Regions from separate parts of the Mus musculus genome. Here all the other regions are linked to region 1. A link is a contact called in public HiCAR-type, HiChIP or PLAC-seq and promoter capture Hi-C data. All regions are on one chromosome and are shown on one strand. The core of a region is the stretch at or near the end of the contact, and the rest is flanking DNA. Distances in the headings are between cores, read along the strand shown.

Region 1 (3,375 bases), core at 550-3,049:
ACTATTAATTAGTTAATTAACTCTGAGTAGTTAATGATACCTGCCGGTTGTTTTGGGTTTTTAGGCTACAGTTTTAGGTTCTGTGCCGGTCACAAAAGATGTTGAGTACGGCTCTAACCTACCCTGCTTGCCTTCTAGGTAGAAAGGTGGTTGGCTATGCAGGAGCTAAATAACAGCCAGGAGTGCAGTTTTAAAAGCATGTGACGGGCCAGTCATAGCTACATAAATATACACACACACACAAACAGTATGTGATTATGGACCATATTCCACTTTTGTAAAAAGCAGGGCAGCAAGATCTTCATTGTGCCTTCATCAGTCATTGTGCCTCTGAAACCATCTCCAGCTGCTCCTGCTCAAGCAGGATGCCCTGGGCTCAGAGCCCCCTTCCAACACGTATTCCTTCCTTCCTCTTAGGGGGCTGCAGAGTGATGGAGCAGAAGGAGGTCCATAGTGGGTTCAGGGATGAAGCTTGCGGCAAGGAAACTCCACCTGGCTATGCCGGCCTATGTCAGTGAGTGCCTGCCAGCGCATGGAGCGTGGCATTGGGAGCAGGGCTAGGCTGCCCAGGCAGTAAGCTGAGGTCTCTGGGGCCATTTGGTCCTTCACACAGTAGGAGGGAGCAAGAGAGGGGGCCCCCTGGCCAAGTGTGCAGATGGGTAGTGGCAGGCAGCATAAGAGACTGACTGACACTGCCTGCAAGTTTAGCAGGCAGAGGGGCTAATGGTTTTGCTCAATAAGAATCCCAATGTGTCCAGGACGGCCAGGGCCATTTGCATAGAGCAACACTGTCTCAAAACAACAACAAAATCCCAGTGTGGTCCAGTGAGACAACTGTGTGTGTTGGAAAAGGTACTTAGTGCCGAGTAGGGGGACCAGAGTTCTGTCCCCCAAATCCACACGGTGAAAGGAGAAGACCAACTCACACGTTGCCCTCCATCTTGCATATGTTCACCGAGACAGGGAGTGCCAGTGAGTGCGTACAACATAACACAATAAAAACAAGGTGTTGGGCGCATGTGGTTAATATCAAACGGAAGAATAAATACTCTGCTCTCTCATCTCCCCAGGGCACACTACAAAGAGTATCTCGTGAGCCTCATCAATGCCCATTCACTGGACCCAGCTACCTTGTATGAAGTGGAGGAGCTGGAGACAGCCACTATTCGCTACCTACATTTAGCTCCTCAGCCCGCGGATGGAGAGGATCTGCCTGCTTACCAGGCCCGGCTATTACAGGTAAAGCTGTCACATCCAGCTTTTTCCCTGCCCTTCCAAAAGTCACCTGTGACAGCCTATTTTCTCCACTGCAGGTTTCCAATATCATTATCCTCTGTCCTTTGCAGAAGCTGAGAGAAGAGGTACCCTTGGGACAGAGTATTGCCCGCAGAAGAAAGTAGTAGCAGAGAGCCGGGTCCTGATGGGACTTCCTGACCCAGGCCTCAGCAGCAGTTCCAGCACCAATAAAGAGGCATCTTATGGCCTAGGCTTCTTGGTGGTCCTTCTTCCTGGCCTCAGCATCCCGGGGCATTAGGGAAAGGGAGGGGGGAGAGGGACAGAATCCTGTTGGAAGGGCAGCCTACCGTAATCCAACCACCCCTGGACTCCTTCCTGGCTGGGAAGATGTGAAACACCGCGGAGGAACAACAGAGACCCTCCACATCTAGCCACCTGGCTTGGGCTCAGCGTCCTCTTTTCCCATCATTGACTTCGGCTGCTCTGTGAGAATAACCTAACATTTACCAAGCAGACACGGTTGGGGAGCACACATCAGCCTCCGGGTCTGATCTGGAGATAACCTTCCTGGGAACCAGACACGGGGCGTAGTTCTGGGAGGAAGGAGGAGTCTCACAGAGCCACAGGCCCAAGGTGCTACTGCTGACTGAGGCTGCTTCCCTCTGGTGGTAACCGCTTGCCCTGCAACTCAGACCACGTGGTTTCTAGGAAATGCACCTCCCCGGAGGAGAATTGAAACTTAGGGTGGGGACTGTAGAAAGGGGAGGAGAGATCAGAAAAAGCCTAGAACCTGCTAAGCCTGGGACCTTTTCAGCGGCTCAGGTAAGAGCAACTCTGCGTCTGCGGCGGGGACCAACTGGGAGCGATGAGAGGGGGCTGGTGAGGGCTTCCAGAGCCCTGAGCTGCAGGGAGAGTCAGAGTGGCTTGTGAATCTGAAAGTAGATGTGGCCTGAGAGACTGATATCACAGGGCCAGACTGGCTGCCAACTTAACTGTTGAGGAAGGTCTACAAAGGCCTTAGTTGACCTTTGTTTTTCTTGCCTCAGGCCCTGCCCATTTCTTCAGCTCCGCCCTTGCCCCCAGCTGCTGCCCCACCTACCCCTCTAGCAAAGAGGGGTATGGTAAGGAGAAGGTCAGTAGGCTGGGGAGATAGATGCCTTAGGAGCAAATGTTGCCTCTGTAGATGCTTGGGAGCTAAAACTCTGCCACAAGGAACAAGTCATTAAGGGAATTCTCCTAAATAATACATGTCTGAAACACTTCAACTTATCAAGACCAAATGTCTGAGGTTTCCTTTCAGGTGTAATAACGAGGAATATTCAAAAGAAGTTTTAAGAAATAGTTTTTAACCTCTGGGGATGTTTCTAGAGAGAAAAGAACATGGAAGGGTCTTCAGGGAAGGGCTTCTGCGTGAAGCTGGCCCCGGTGGCCAGGGGTTTGCAAGTTGTTGGTTCTCCCTGGGCATGATGGCGGCACATATCTTTGATCCCAGCACTTCAGAGGCAGGTGGATCTCTTGAGTTTAAGTCCAGTTTGGTGTATACAGTGAGTCCCAGGCCAATCAGGATAACATAGTGAAGTCTGGTCTCGAAATGAAAAGAGTTCTCATATATCTTGCTTCCTCTTCCTAGGATGGCCTCAGGCAAAGTACGCTGCACCCGAAAGCTGCGGAGCTGGATCGTGGAGCAGGTGGAGAGTGGCCATTTCCCAGGGGTGTGCTGGGACGATGCAGCCAAGACCATGTTCCGGATTCCCTGGAAGCATGCAGGCAAGCAAGACTTCCGAGAGGACCAGGATGCTGCCATATTCAAGGTGAGAGTTCCTGAAGGCACCCCAAAGCACTTTTGTCTGTTTGGGGTTTGGATAAAGGAAATACTAGAAAGTAGAACCTGGGCTGGTGAGATGGCTCAGCGGTTAAAAGCAACTGGCTGCTTACTCTTCCAGAGGTCCCGAGTTCAATTCCCAACAACCACATGGTGGCTCACAACCATCTGTAATGGGATCTGATGCCCTCTTCTGGTGTGTCTGAAGACAGTTACAGTGTACTCATATAAATGAAATAAATCTTAAAAAAAAAAAAAAAAAAGAAAAGAAAAAAGAAAAAGAAAGAAAGTAGAACCAACCATGTCTTTTGGAGAGA
Region 2 (3,375 bases), core at 276-2,775, 1.0 Mb before region 1:
TGCCATCCACATACACTATAATGTTTTCACTCAAGTCTTTAAACACAGACTGGATTTGGGCAAATCCTGTCTAACTCTTAATAAGCCTGTCTCAGCATAGAACTCCCAAGGGAAGGGGGGCCTCTGCCCCAGGCAACAGTCCTTCAATGCACACACACTTTTCCAAAAATGTGACGATATGGGGGAAGCTTTGCATTCACAGAAAGCAAAATAACAATCACATTGTATTTCTTATCCCTCCTGGGTTTTGCGTTTGCCTCCTCTTGCCCCTACCCCAAGTACCCCTCCCAGGACCCCACCCCCACCCCCGTTCAGTAACTGGACTAGAATATTGTCTCACACACTTTCCCAGATGTGGAGTTTTCCAAACAAATCCCAACCAATAAAAGGTCACTTTGTCAAAATGCCAGGAGATTCCCTTCTGGTACCTCCCCCCAAAACTACTCATAAAGGCTAAAATATACACAGTTGCATGTTTAGGAAGGAAAACCAATAAAAAACCAAAAGCATTTAAAAAGTCACTAAAAGGCTCTGGACTACACACTCAGTCCCCGTCCCCCCCACTTCGTTTGCCAAACACACTGACTGCAGGCTTTGGGGCAATTATTTAATTATTCACTAATCTGATATAAAAAGAAGCAGAAAAGAAGGTAAATTCCAATAGGATGAAAGTTCTTAAGTATGCTAAGTGCAGGATTTCCTCTACGCTTTACTTTGCATTTGAAATCCTGTTTTGATCACATTTGGGAACACAGAGGGGAAAAAACATCCTAAGGTCTATTTTACACACATAAAATCAAATGAAAACACTTTAAAAATAAAATCCGATAACAGCACATATACACATACTTTACATAAATACAAAGAATAAACCACAAGATGAATCCATACGAAATGGTATGTTTTAAGTGTACATACACACAAATGTCCTCATGAAATTGTGTGTGCAAAACACTGTGAGAGAGCTTTCCCTTCTCTCCTGGGAAATGAGTGTCCCAATTAAAATAACCCAGTATATTTAATCTATTGGCCTGTCACACTCGCTGCTACATTGCTGCTACAGCACTTGGTTTTGGTTCTGAGTGAGTGTGTCTAAAATACATGCCAAAGGCTTTGTGAGGGCACCTCAAATCTCTCTGTTGCCTGTGGTAGAAATTCACATTATCGCTTTAACCCGATTAAAAACAAATCTATACTTCCCCAAGCGACTAAAATTTAAATCCTTCAACCACAAAATTTACCAATTCTTAAAATGTGATCCAAAAAGAAAAAAAAAATCTGTAAATTGGTCTGGGAACAGTTGCACACGGCTTCTCAACTTGGTATATTTTTAAACCTCGACCAGGAAAAAGAAAGAGAAAGAGAGACAGGAAAAGAAATGGGGAAAAGAGCAAATTCCCCTTAGCAACAGTTTCCTCACCCCAGCACTGCCACAGATCTCTATTTTTAAAAATTTGGAAAACGCACACAAGATGAAGGAGGAAAAAAAATGGAAAAAGGATACTCGAAGGTCGTATGGCTCTTTGTATTCGTGTGTGTGCAAAAAAGGAGGACTCGCGGAGCCGGAGCTCACAAGCCCCGCCCCTTCCCGGCCGCCCGCCCGGATTGGCCGCCGCCCGCCCCGCCCGCAAGCACACGCGCCGCACCCGAGGCGCCCGTCCGGGGGGCCCCCGAGGGCCGCGAGCTCCCGGACCTGGCCGATGCGCCCACTGCCCTTCCCTTTCTCCTCGCTGTCCGCTCATCTTTCCCGTCTCGTTCTCCCTCCCCGCCCCCCAAGCCAGGCTCAGAAGAACCACCCTGTGAGTGAGCGCCCTCTGACATTGCTAAGCTGGGAGAACTAGCGAACTTGGGACCTCTTAGGCTGATTGAGCGTCAGGTTTGGGGGGCGAGGCCCTCCAACCCTTGGTTTCCCAGGCCAGTGTCTCTGGGTCACACAAGTTGTCTAGCAGCCCACCTTTACATGAACATCTATGAGTGTAACGTTGTTCAAGTGAGAGGCTAAGTAGCCTTACACTTGGGGCTTGTTTTTGCACAGCCTGAGCCAGGCTCCCCTACTAGGCTAAAACCACATTCTGAAGAAACCAAAATGTCTCCCTCACACACCCTGCATGTAGACCATTGCTTAAACCTCGATTTTAAGCAGTCCATAAACCGGTCTCACTGCACCTTTTTATTATAAAACGTTTGCGCGAACACACACACACACACACACTAACATACATACATACATACGTGTGTGTGTGTGTGTGTGTGTGTGTGTGTGTGTGTGTGTGTATTTTTTCTTTTGGTGGGGGCACTCGCGTGCCGCAATGCAAAGTGTGGCAATTAGGGGACAACTTGTGCCAGGTGTGGTGGCGCATGCCTTTAATCCCAGCACTCGGGAGGCAGAGACAGGCGGATTTCTGAGTTCGAGGCCAGCCTGGTCTATAAAGTGAGTTCCAGGACAGCCAGGGCTATACAGAGAAACCCTGTCTCAGAAAAAAGAAAAAAAAAAAAAAAAAAAAAAAAAAGAATAGGGGACAACTTGCAGGAATTCTCTCCACCTAGAGGGTCTGAAGGATCAAACTCAAGTCCACAGGGGTTTGGCAGCCTTCACCAGTGTCTCTGCTGGACACTAAGTTCTCTTTCTCCCCCCCCCCTCTCCCTCTCCCTCTCCGTCTCTCTCTCTCTCACCTATTTATTTATGTTTTAATATCTGAAACCCATGACCCTTCTCAAGTCTTCTTTCTAGGACTTCCTGCCTTTTCCTCCTCACTCGAACCCCTGACCTATGAGTTTATAAAAGAAAATGAAAAGAACTCTAAAAATGGTGATGCATGCTTTAACCACATTAAAAGAAAAAGATGTGTTCCCGTTTCTTTTTCCCTCTTGTTCTGGAAGCAGTTTCTATGCTTCTGGCTGTGGCCTGGCTGTGTTGAAGAGGAGACTGCAGACGTCTCCAGCTTTGCACAGCAATGTTGACATGGCTTCTTACAGAGGGTAAGCGACTGTGACAGTACAGGGGCACAACACACAGAGGCATGTGTCATTATGTGTGGCCGGAGGATGGCTCTGTCTCCAGGGGAACAGGCTTCACTGGGCATTAGCTTCTACTCCCAGTCACCGTCCTCAGTCTCCGTATGCCTCCTCGCCAAAGCCTCCTGGTCCAGCTCTGCCTGTCAGTGTCTCTATCCATCTTTCCCTGCTGCATCCAGTAACAGTCTCCCGGTTTCCCTCCATTACTTTCCTGTTCCTCTCTCTGGTCTCAGTCCTTGTAGCTTCCTTTCTCACACTTATTGCCTCTGTGATTCCAGCTTTCTGGGTACCTCAGAGGGAGTGATAACTTCTCCTTGTTACATGAAAATCCGTAAGCAGTGCCTGGTTTATTGATTGCTT
Region 3 (3,375 bases), core at 376-2,875, 960 kb before region 1:
CTCTCTAAGAAACCAGACACCCCACTGCCCAGAACCCAGTCCAAGACAGACAGCCTGAGCCTTCCTCCCAGGCTCTGCCTGGATCCACCTCCAGCCCCTCCAAGCCCATAAATCTCAGGTCGGCCAACTCTGGAAAGCTGTCAGGGAAAAGGAGAGGAGAATGCTGAAGGGACTTGGAATTTCAAATCTTGTTCCTTTTCTAGCCTGGGCACACAGCTAGGGGACTAGAAAAGGTAGATGGACCGACAGAAAGGGCTTAAAACTGAGAGGTTGGTATTCATCAACACACAGCCTTCCTTATCCAGAGGGTCAGGCTCAAAGACAAGGAGTGAGTGCAGCTTGAGTCGGGCTGGACTCAGGAAAGCCTCCCCTGCCCCTGAGGAACCCCACGTCTCCAGACTGTCTCCAGCCCATTCTGCCAGTCTCGGTCTTTAAGGGGAATTGGTCTAAGGGAACAGAGTGGGGCTACATCTGGAAGAATTGGGAACAGGGCTGCAGGCAGTGCAGGGGGACCAAGAGAGGTGAAGTGGAGGCTGACCCAGGGGCCAGAGACAGCGTGATTGAAGGCTTGGGGCCAAGAATCTGGGAGGGTCTGGCAGATGGGGAAGACCAGATGAGAAACAGACAGACCACGGAGAGAGAAGGGCAGCAAGAGAGAAAAGCAAAGACATCAGGGAAGCAGCCTGAGTGTCTGAAAGGCAGAGAGGAGTCCTGGGTACCAGGCTTGGGAACTGGTAGGGGCAGGTGAACCTTTCTCTCTCTCTCTCTCTCTCTCTCTCTCTCTCTCTCTCTCTCTCTCTCTCTCTCTCTCTCTCTCTCTCTCTCTCTCTCTCTCTCTCTCTCTGTGTGTGTGTGTATGTGTGTGTGTGTGTGAGATCAGGCCTCGGAACTTCATTCTGGTAGAGTAAGCTACTAGGAGCAGTAGAGGTAGGGAGGGGCTGCGGGAAAGGAGGTGGAGAGAGAGGACCCTTCCCATTTCTCTCCCTCCTCCTGAAGGGGCCCATGGTCAGGTAGCTGTGCCCCTCCTCCTTCCCCAGAGCAGACACACACCTGACAGGCCGTTTGCTCCCCAGAGAAAAGAAGCCAGAGGGCAGCAGGGGACCAGAGAGGTAGGCGGGACGAAGAGGAGAGAAGGAAGGAAACGGAGGAGTGGGGAAACAGGATAGCAGGAGGGAACGAGGAGAGGAGAGGAAAGGAGAGGGAGGTAATGAGAGAGAGGAAAGGAGAGCGGGAAAAGAGGAGAAAGGTAAAGGAAGAAAAAGGCAGAAGAGGTGGGAAGAGACAGGGCAAGAGGGAGAGAGAAGGGGCAGAGAGGCGGAAGGGTGAAGAAAAATCGGGAGGCAAAGGGAGAGAGGTGTGTGAGATGGGAGAGAGCAGAGCGCGGGAGAACCGAGCCGGCACGGCTCTCAGCCAGAGCGCACCGCAAGCTGCGGACCCCCCGCTGCCCCCGCGAGGATTCCCGACCCGGGCAGGCGCCCTTACCTGGCACTACCGAGGGGCCCGGGACCGCGAACAGCGCCCCGCCCGCCTCCGTCGCTGGCTCCCGGGGGCACAGCCCCAAGCCGATCCAAGCCGGCGCCGCGGCTCCGCTGCAGGTCTGAGCGGCCCCGGCGAGAACAAGGGAGCGAGACGGAGGGGGCGGGGGAAGGAGGCTCCGCCTGCCGAGGAGAGGCGGCTCGCGCGGGAGAGGAGAGCCCTGCCTCCGACCCTCCCCAGCCAGTCCCCGCCCCCGCGGCTCCCGGGCTGCTGGGCGCATACAGATGCGGGGCCCCTCCCGGGCCAGCCCGCAGCACGGCAAGGTACAGGGGTAGCACGGCTAGGCTATTATTCCCAGGGCCTGGCGGAGGAGACTCAACACGATCGGCCAGCACAGCACCTGCGGAGGCACACCGTGAGGCGGGGCGCTGGGAGAGCACTGCGGGAGACCCGGCTTCACGTTCTGGATTCGGGTGCGGCTGCGAGGCTACCGACTCAGGACCTTGTGCGGGTCACGACGGCGAGTTCAGTCAGCTAGGGTGAACTTCAGGATGGCAGGGGAAGCAGGAGTCTAGGGAGCTCGCCAGGGACAGGGGAAAGATAACGGTGGGCAGTGAGAACCTTTTTTGGGGAAGCTCTTTGCAAGATCTAAAGAGTGTGTGCACCCCCTGGTGGCAGTTGTGGGAAGCACCTTGAAGGGCGACCAAATGCCTAATTGTGCAGGGGGACCGGGAGGCCGACCCTGCCGGCTGTTGGGGTACTGCAAAAGAAACAGGCCACCCTATTTCCCAGAGTAAAAAGACATACAGCTTTGGACTGATTAGAGACAAAGTGGGGATGAAGGTTCCCGAGGAAGGCCGCTGCCCCAGAAGAACGCAGATGCCCACCGTCACAGCCATTCACCTTCCCCTTTCACCCAAACTCTTCCCAAGGAAAGGCACTCAAATGCTAGTCAAAACTAAGTCAGATTTTTATTTTTCCATAGACCACATCATTTAATAATAAAAAAAATAAAAATAAAAATTGAACAAAAGGAAAAGGTGGCTATAAAGTGGAACCAGCGGGCAAGAGACTGCAGGCCAGAGAACAGGGGACTGCAGGGGCCTGGGACTCAGGAGAGGCTGATTCAGCTCATAGGTGACCCAGTCCTGGCCCCAGCTGTCCCCAAAAGGCTGAGTACCAAGGGAGGCGGAACGCAGGATGGAGGGAAAATGAGCGTGGGACACTGGTTATTCCCACGTACGGCCACATCTTCCCTTCATAGCCTAGCTCTTCCCTCTCAGACTTAACAGGAAGAAAGGAGAGGGCCAAGTTCCAAGAGTTAGGTTGGGGAACAGGGAGATTGCCACTGCTCCATTTGATATGAGGGGACGTGTGGCAGTTATAGTTCAGCACTGAGCAATGGTGTGAGACCCTTGGTTCCAGGGTGGTGGTGACTGTACCTATCCCTCTGTGGCCTTTGACCTCCCAGGACCAAGTGGCAGGTACCTGCAGCTCTCTAGTGTTTTCTTGGCTAGCGGCGCCCACCCCGGTCCCGTACAGGTGTGCTTCGACTCCGGCTTCTGCTGTGGCGCTTGGTGTCTCTGCGATCCCTCTCCCTGCCTCGGTCTCGGTCTCGCTCCCTCTCCCGCTCTCGGTCACCCCTGTCCCGCTCTCTCTCCCTGTCCCTCTCTCTCTCCCTGCTGTGCTCCCTCCTCTTCTCCCGTTCTAGCTGCCGGTTCCGTTCCCGCTCAGCTTCCTTCTCCCGTTCCTTTTGTTCTTCTTCTTCTCGTTCTTTTCGCCGCTTCTCCCGCTCCTTGGCCCGTTCAGCTTGCTCTGCCTCCTTCTGAACAATCTGTGGTCAGACAGGAAGGACAGAGGCAGAGAAGTGTGTCACAGTCCTGTCTGAACTGATCCCAG
Region 4 (3,375 bases), core at 473-2,972, 520 kb before region 1:
CTCAGCTTTTGGCCAGCTTGTGGGTGAGACCCGTAACACAGCCGGGTAGGTCAGCTGGTGGCTTATTTAAAATTGCAAATCTCTTCCCTACCTCCCAGCCTATCCCTCCTCTTCAGGAGAGAATTTCCATTGCAAATTTATCTCTCCCCTACCTATTTCCCTCGTCCCTTTCTCCGAAGTTTCTCCCACCGCGCACTAGCGATTAGACTTTTGTGGCCAGGGTGTTCCCCACTTTTAATCCTTCTGCCTCCCGCTTCTGACTTCCCCCTCTGAAGCTCTAAGCCCCCTTTTTGTTTTGCCCTTCTTGCCTTGAACTGTTGATGGCACGAAAGCCTCTAAAAAATCGGGGCTCATCTACCTGCTATCCCTAGCCAAGATTCTCAGTCACCCCTGTCCCACAGCCATTTCTTCCTGTGGTTCCCAGCATTTCTTAAGAGCAGCTCTCCCGTGGGCCTGGTCTCACAGGAGGGTAGAGGCAGAAGGCAGCCGCCACAGACCATGACATTACAGCTCAGAAGGAATTGGAGCGAAGGCGGCTGGTGTTCTGGAGGTGGGGGACAGTAGAGGAAAGGGCTGGGCCTCCGCAGAGCAGGCAGTGGCAGCCGTGTGATTAGAGCGGAGATTGATGTGAAGGGGCGCCACAGACCGCAGAGCGAGTCAATAAAACCGGAGGATCGCATTAGAGGCGACAGGGAGAGCTTTAAATTACAAGGCTGCTGCCACCACGGGGAATGGAAGGAGGGAGCCCTGGAGCCTAGGGAGGGCGGAGAGTTCTGAGGGTGCAGTCGCCCCGAAAGATGGATGGATCGACAGCTCTAAAGCGGCCCTCAGTCCTGGGAGCTCCCTCGTGGCCTTCCATTCTTCCCTCCCGTCCCAGCTCCTCACTAGGGTGAGGTGGAGAGGAAGGGATAAGGCAAGGCTGTGGAGAAACAGGCTTTTCGTTCTGGGAACTGTCTCCTTCCCCCTTCCGCCAGGTTTTCCTGTCTGCCTGTTACTCAAGAGAGGGAAGCCTGGGAGTGCTTTCAAGGCTCGACAGGAACTGCTGTCCCGCAAACAGAAGGCAGTCATAATTACTGACCTGAAGAGTAAGGCATATATGTACACACACACACACACACACACATATATCAGGAGGCAGAAACTGAAAGGCTTGAATTTGAGGTTCAGCATACAAGTGGAAGATCTTTAAGGTAGTCTTTGAGACCCTGTAGGATGGGAAACTGACAGACAACTAGAGAAGTCCTGGAGCCAGGGGGCAAGGGCAGAGCATGGAAATGGAGTTAGAGGCGCCACAGAATTTGAAGCCACGGTGGCCCAGGGTGTTTCCCTCCAAGCCCCACCTGGATCAGATTAGGAGAAGCACCACTGCCCCCTGCTGGTCACAGAGGGAACACCACCAAGCCCCAGCTCTGCAAACCGAATAAACAAAACCTGCCCCCCTCCATTTCCTCAGGCCCAGTGAAGGGCAAAAGATTTTGTGGCAACAGCTTGGGCACCAAGACTCTACCAGCCCTGAGCTTTACATCTTCAAGTGTAAGAGACCAAAGTCATGCTGGCCCGGGCCCTCACCAGCACTCAACCTTGCTTATCCAGACTACTTCCTCACGTGGAAACCTGGGAGTAATGGGGTGAGGGCCATAAGGGCAATCAATATACAGAGTGCATGGCCTGGGTGTCAGTGAGGGCCATGCTCTACCCCCTGCTTGGCCATCCCCTCCCTCGGGGCAGAGCACAGTGTTTGGAAGGAGGCTGGCATTCCTCCTGCTCCGCCTCTCAATGGGGCCAGGTTCACACCTAGTCCTCCCACCATTTACTGCTTTGCTTGGCGATTATCCCTCTTTGCCCCTCCTCTAAAGCCCAGGCTGGCAGTAGATTACCCATGATCCTCCTGCCTCAGCTGATAGGTCGAGATTCCCTAGGAGGTTGGCAGAACTCAAGCCTTACTTACTTGGCCTTGGTTTATTGTTCTGCTGCTGGCGATTGAACCGGGGGTCTTGCATATGCTGGACGAGGCTTTACCTCTGAGCTCCTCACTCAGCTCTTGGCTGCTGGGTCTGGAGACACTCATCACCTCAGAGCAAAAGGAGGATGTTTCCCCGGCTCACACGCAGGCTAGGGAAGCAGCTAATACTGAGCCCAAACTGGTATGGCCTCCCCCTGCAGCATTTACATTCCCTTTGGATCTGGAGTCACAGGCAGTTGTGAATCACTAGACATGGGTGCTGGGAACTGGGACCTCACAAGAGCAGTAAGTGATCTCAACGGGCCGGGCAATCCCAGCACTTGGGAGGCAGAGGCAGGTGGATGTCTGAGTTCGAGGCCAACCTGGTCTACAAAGTGAGTTCCAGGACAGCCAAGGCTACACAGAGAAACCCTGTCTCGAAAAACCAAAAAAAAAAAAAAAAAAAAGTGATCTCAATGGCTGAGCCATTTCCCCCGCCCCCCTTTTCCCCTTTGAGACTCGGTCTCATAATGTAGCCCTGGTAAGTCTAGAACTCTCTCTGAAGACCAGGTTTGTCTTTGAACTCAAAGTGATCCTCCTGCCTCTGCAGCCCTAGTACTGGAATTAAAGGTGTGTGCTACCATATCCAAACAGTCCTTTGATCTTATTTTTTTTTTTAAGAAAATATCGATCTTCTAAAAATAATTTTTATTTACTCTGTGTGTGTATGCAGCACACAGGCACTCATTGTGGGTCAACAGGCTTGGGCACAGGTCCTGTGCCTTTATGGACCGAACCATACTACTTTCTGGTCCCTCTAGTGCTTTGAGATGGGATCTGACGAAGCTGCTTAGGATGGCCTTGAACTCTGGAGCCCAAGCAAACCAAAACACCTGTGCTACACCCACTTTAGCCTTCCAAGTGTCGAAGATGACAGGCCGGTGCCATTAGGCCCAGATTCCCTTACATTTAAAATAATAATAATAGTAATAATAATAATTCTCTCTCTCTCTCTCTCTCTCTCACACACACACACACACACACACAATCTTACCTTGAGTTTAAAAGGAAAATTGCAATGCACTATCCCAGAGTCCATTTTGATTCTACCTCTCCTACTGACCTCTCTCCATCCTCATGAATATTTAGGAAGTGCTTACTTTGTGTAAGATTAATTTTGTGAGCACTGAGGAAAGTGAAATAAGCAAGCAGAAGAAATGCCACAGAGGACAAAGAGAGAGACAGTTAAGGCTGGGAAAGAAGGGGCCCAGGAGTGAGGAGGAGCCGGCAATGGATCGTGATTTGCATATGTAAATACTACAGTCTTGCAGGCTGGGTGGTTCGACGTCCCTAGAGAGAGGAAGACTACCAGGAGGCTATTTTATTCCTTGCAAGATGCTTAAGGTGGACTTGAGGGGACCCGGTAGGTTGTG

What was found. Promoter capture Hi-C pulls out the DNA fragments that hold promoters and counts their contacts. HiCAR-type assays count read pairs that join an accessible place to other places. HiChIP or PLAC-seq counts read pairs in DNA pulled down with a chosen protein or histone mark.
Region 2: a contact with region 1 is called in a promoter capture Hi-C map of liver, with 4 times the contacts expected there. The contact joins the promoter of 4931414P19Rik here to the promoter of Irf9 in region 1. A contact is called at or near these places in 2 of 39 promoter capture datasets (liver and pre-B cells).
Region 3: a HiCAR-type map of astrocytes shows a contact between it and region 1, with 4 times the contacts expected there. The contact joins the promoter of Cdh24 here to the promoter of Irf9 in region 1. A contact is called at or near these places in 5 of 39 promoter capture datasets (cranial neural crest, hippocampal neurons, liver and 2 more) and 3 of 115 datasets of contacts at active chromatin or transcription factors (astrocytes, memory CD8 T cells and microglia).
Region 4: a contact with region 1 is called in an H3K27ac HiChIP or PLAC-seq map of embryonic stem cells, with 2.4 times the contacts expected there. The contact joins the enhancer-like site here to the promoter of Irf9 in region 1. A contact is called at or near these places in 6 of 39 promoter capture datasets (the 3T3-L1 cell line, cranial neural crest, embryonic stem cells and 2 more), 8 of 115 datasets of contacts at active chromatin or transcription factors (embryonic forebrain, embryonic hindbrain, embryonic midbrain and 2 more) and 4 of 9 other capture datasets (adipose tissue, embryonic stem cells, liver and 1 more).

Annotation. Positions count from the first base shown.
Region 1 is chr14:55,602,186-55,605,560 of GRCm38.p6, forward strand. Irf9 (interferon regulatory factor 9) reads left to right here and starts at 1,800. Exons shown (of 9, transcript NM_008394.3): 1 at 1,800-2,058; 2 at 2,867-3,047. The coding sequence starts at 2,868. It overlaps Rnf31 (ring finger protein 31), which reads left to right. Exons shown (of 21, transcript NM_194346.3): 19 at 418-514; 20 at 1,071-1,239; 21 at 1,347-1,489. The coding sequence ends at 1,400.
Region 2 is chr14:54,604,383-54,607,757 of GRCm38.p6, forward strand. It overlaps 4931414P19Rik (RIKEN cDNA 4931414P19 gene), which reads right to left and starts at 1,526. Exons shown (of 7, transcript NM_028890.2): 1 at 1,421-1,526.
Region 3 is chr14:54,639,739-54,643,113 of GRCm38.p6, forward strand. It overlaps Cdh24 (cadherin-like 24), which reads right to left and starts at 1,626. Exons shown (of 12, transcript NM_199470.2): 1 at 1,483-1,626. It overlaps Acin1 (apoptotic chromatin condensation inducer 1), which reads right to left. Exons shown (of 19, transcript NM_023190.3): 19 at 2,423-3,310. The coding sequence ends at 2,990. It overlaps Mir6948 (microRNA 6948), which reads right to left and starts at 3,372; the gene lies at 3,311-3,372.
Region 4 is chr14:55,078,064-55,081,438 of GRCm38.p6, forward strand. All of the region lies in intron 1 of Zfhx2 (zinc finger homeobox 2), which reads right to left. Among named protein-coding and RNA genes, the nearest start is that of Zfhx2, 12 kb to the right of the region's middle. Within about 2 kb of position 1,723, at least 98 of the 459 cell types and tissues checked have an H3K27ac peak or open chromatin away from gene starts, as enhancers often do. A contact at or near this core is called in adipose tissue, embryonic forebrain, embryonic stem cells and 3 more, where this site is marked.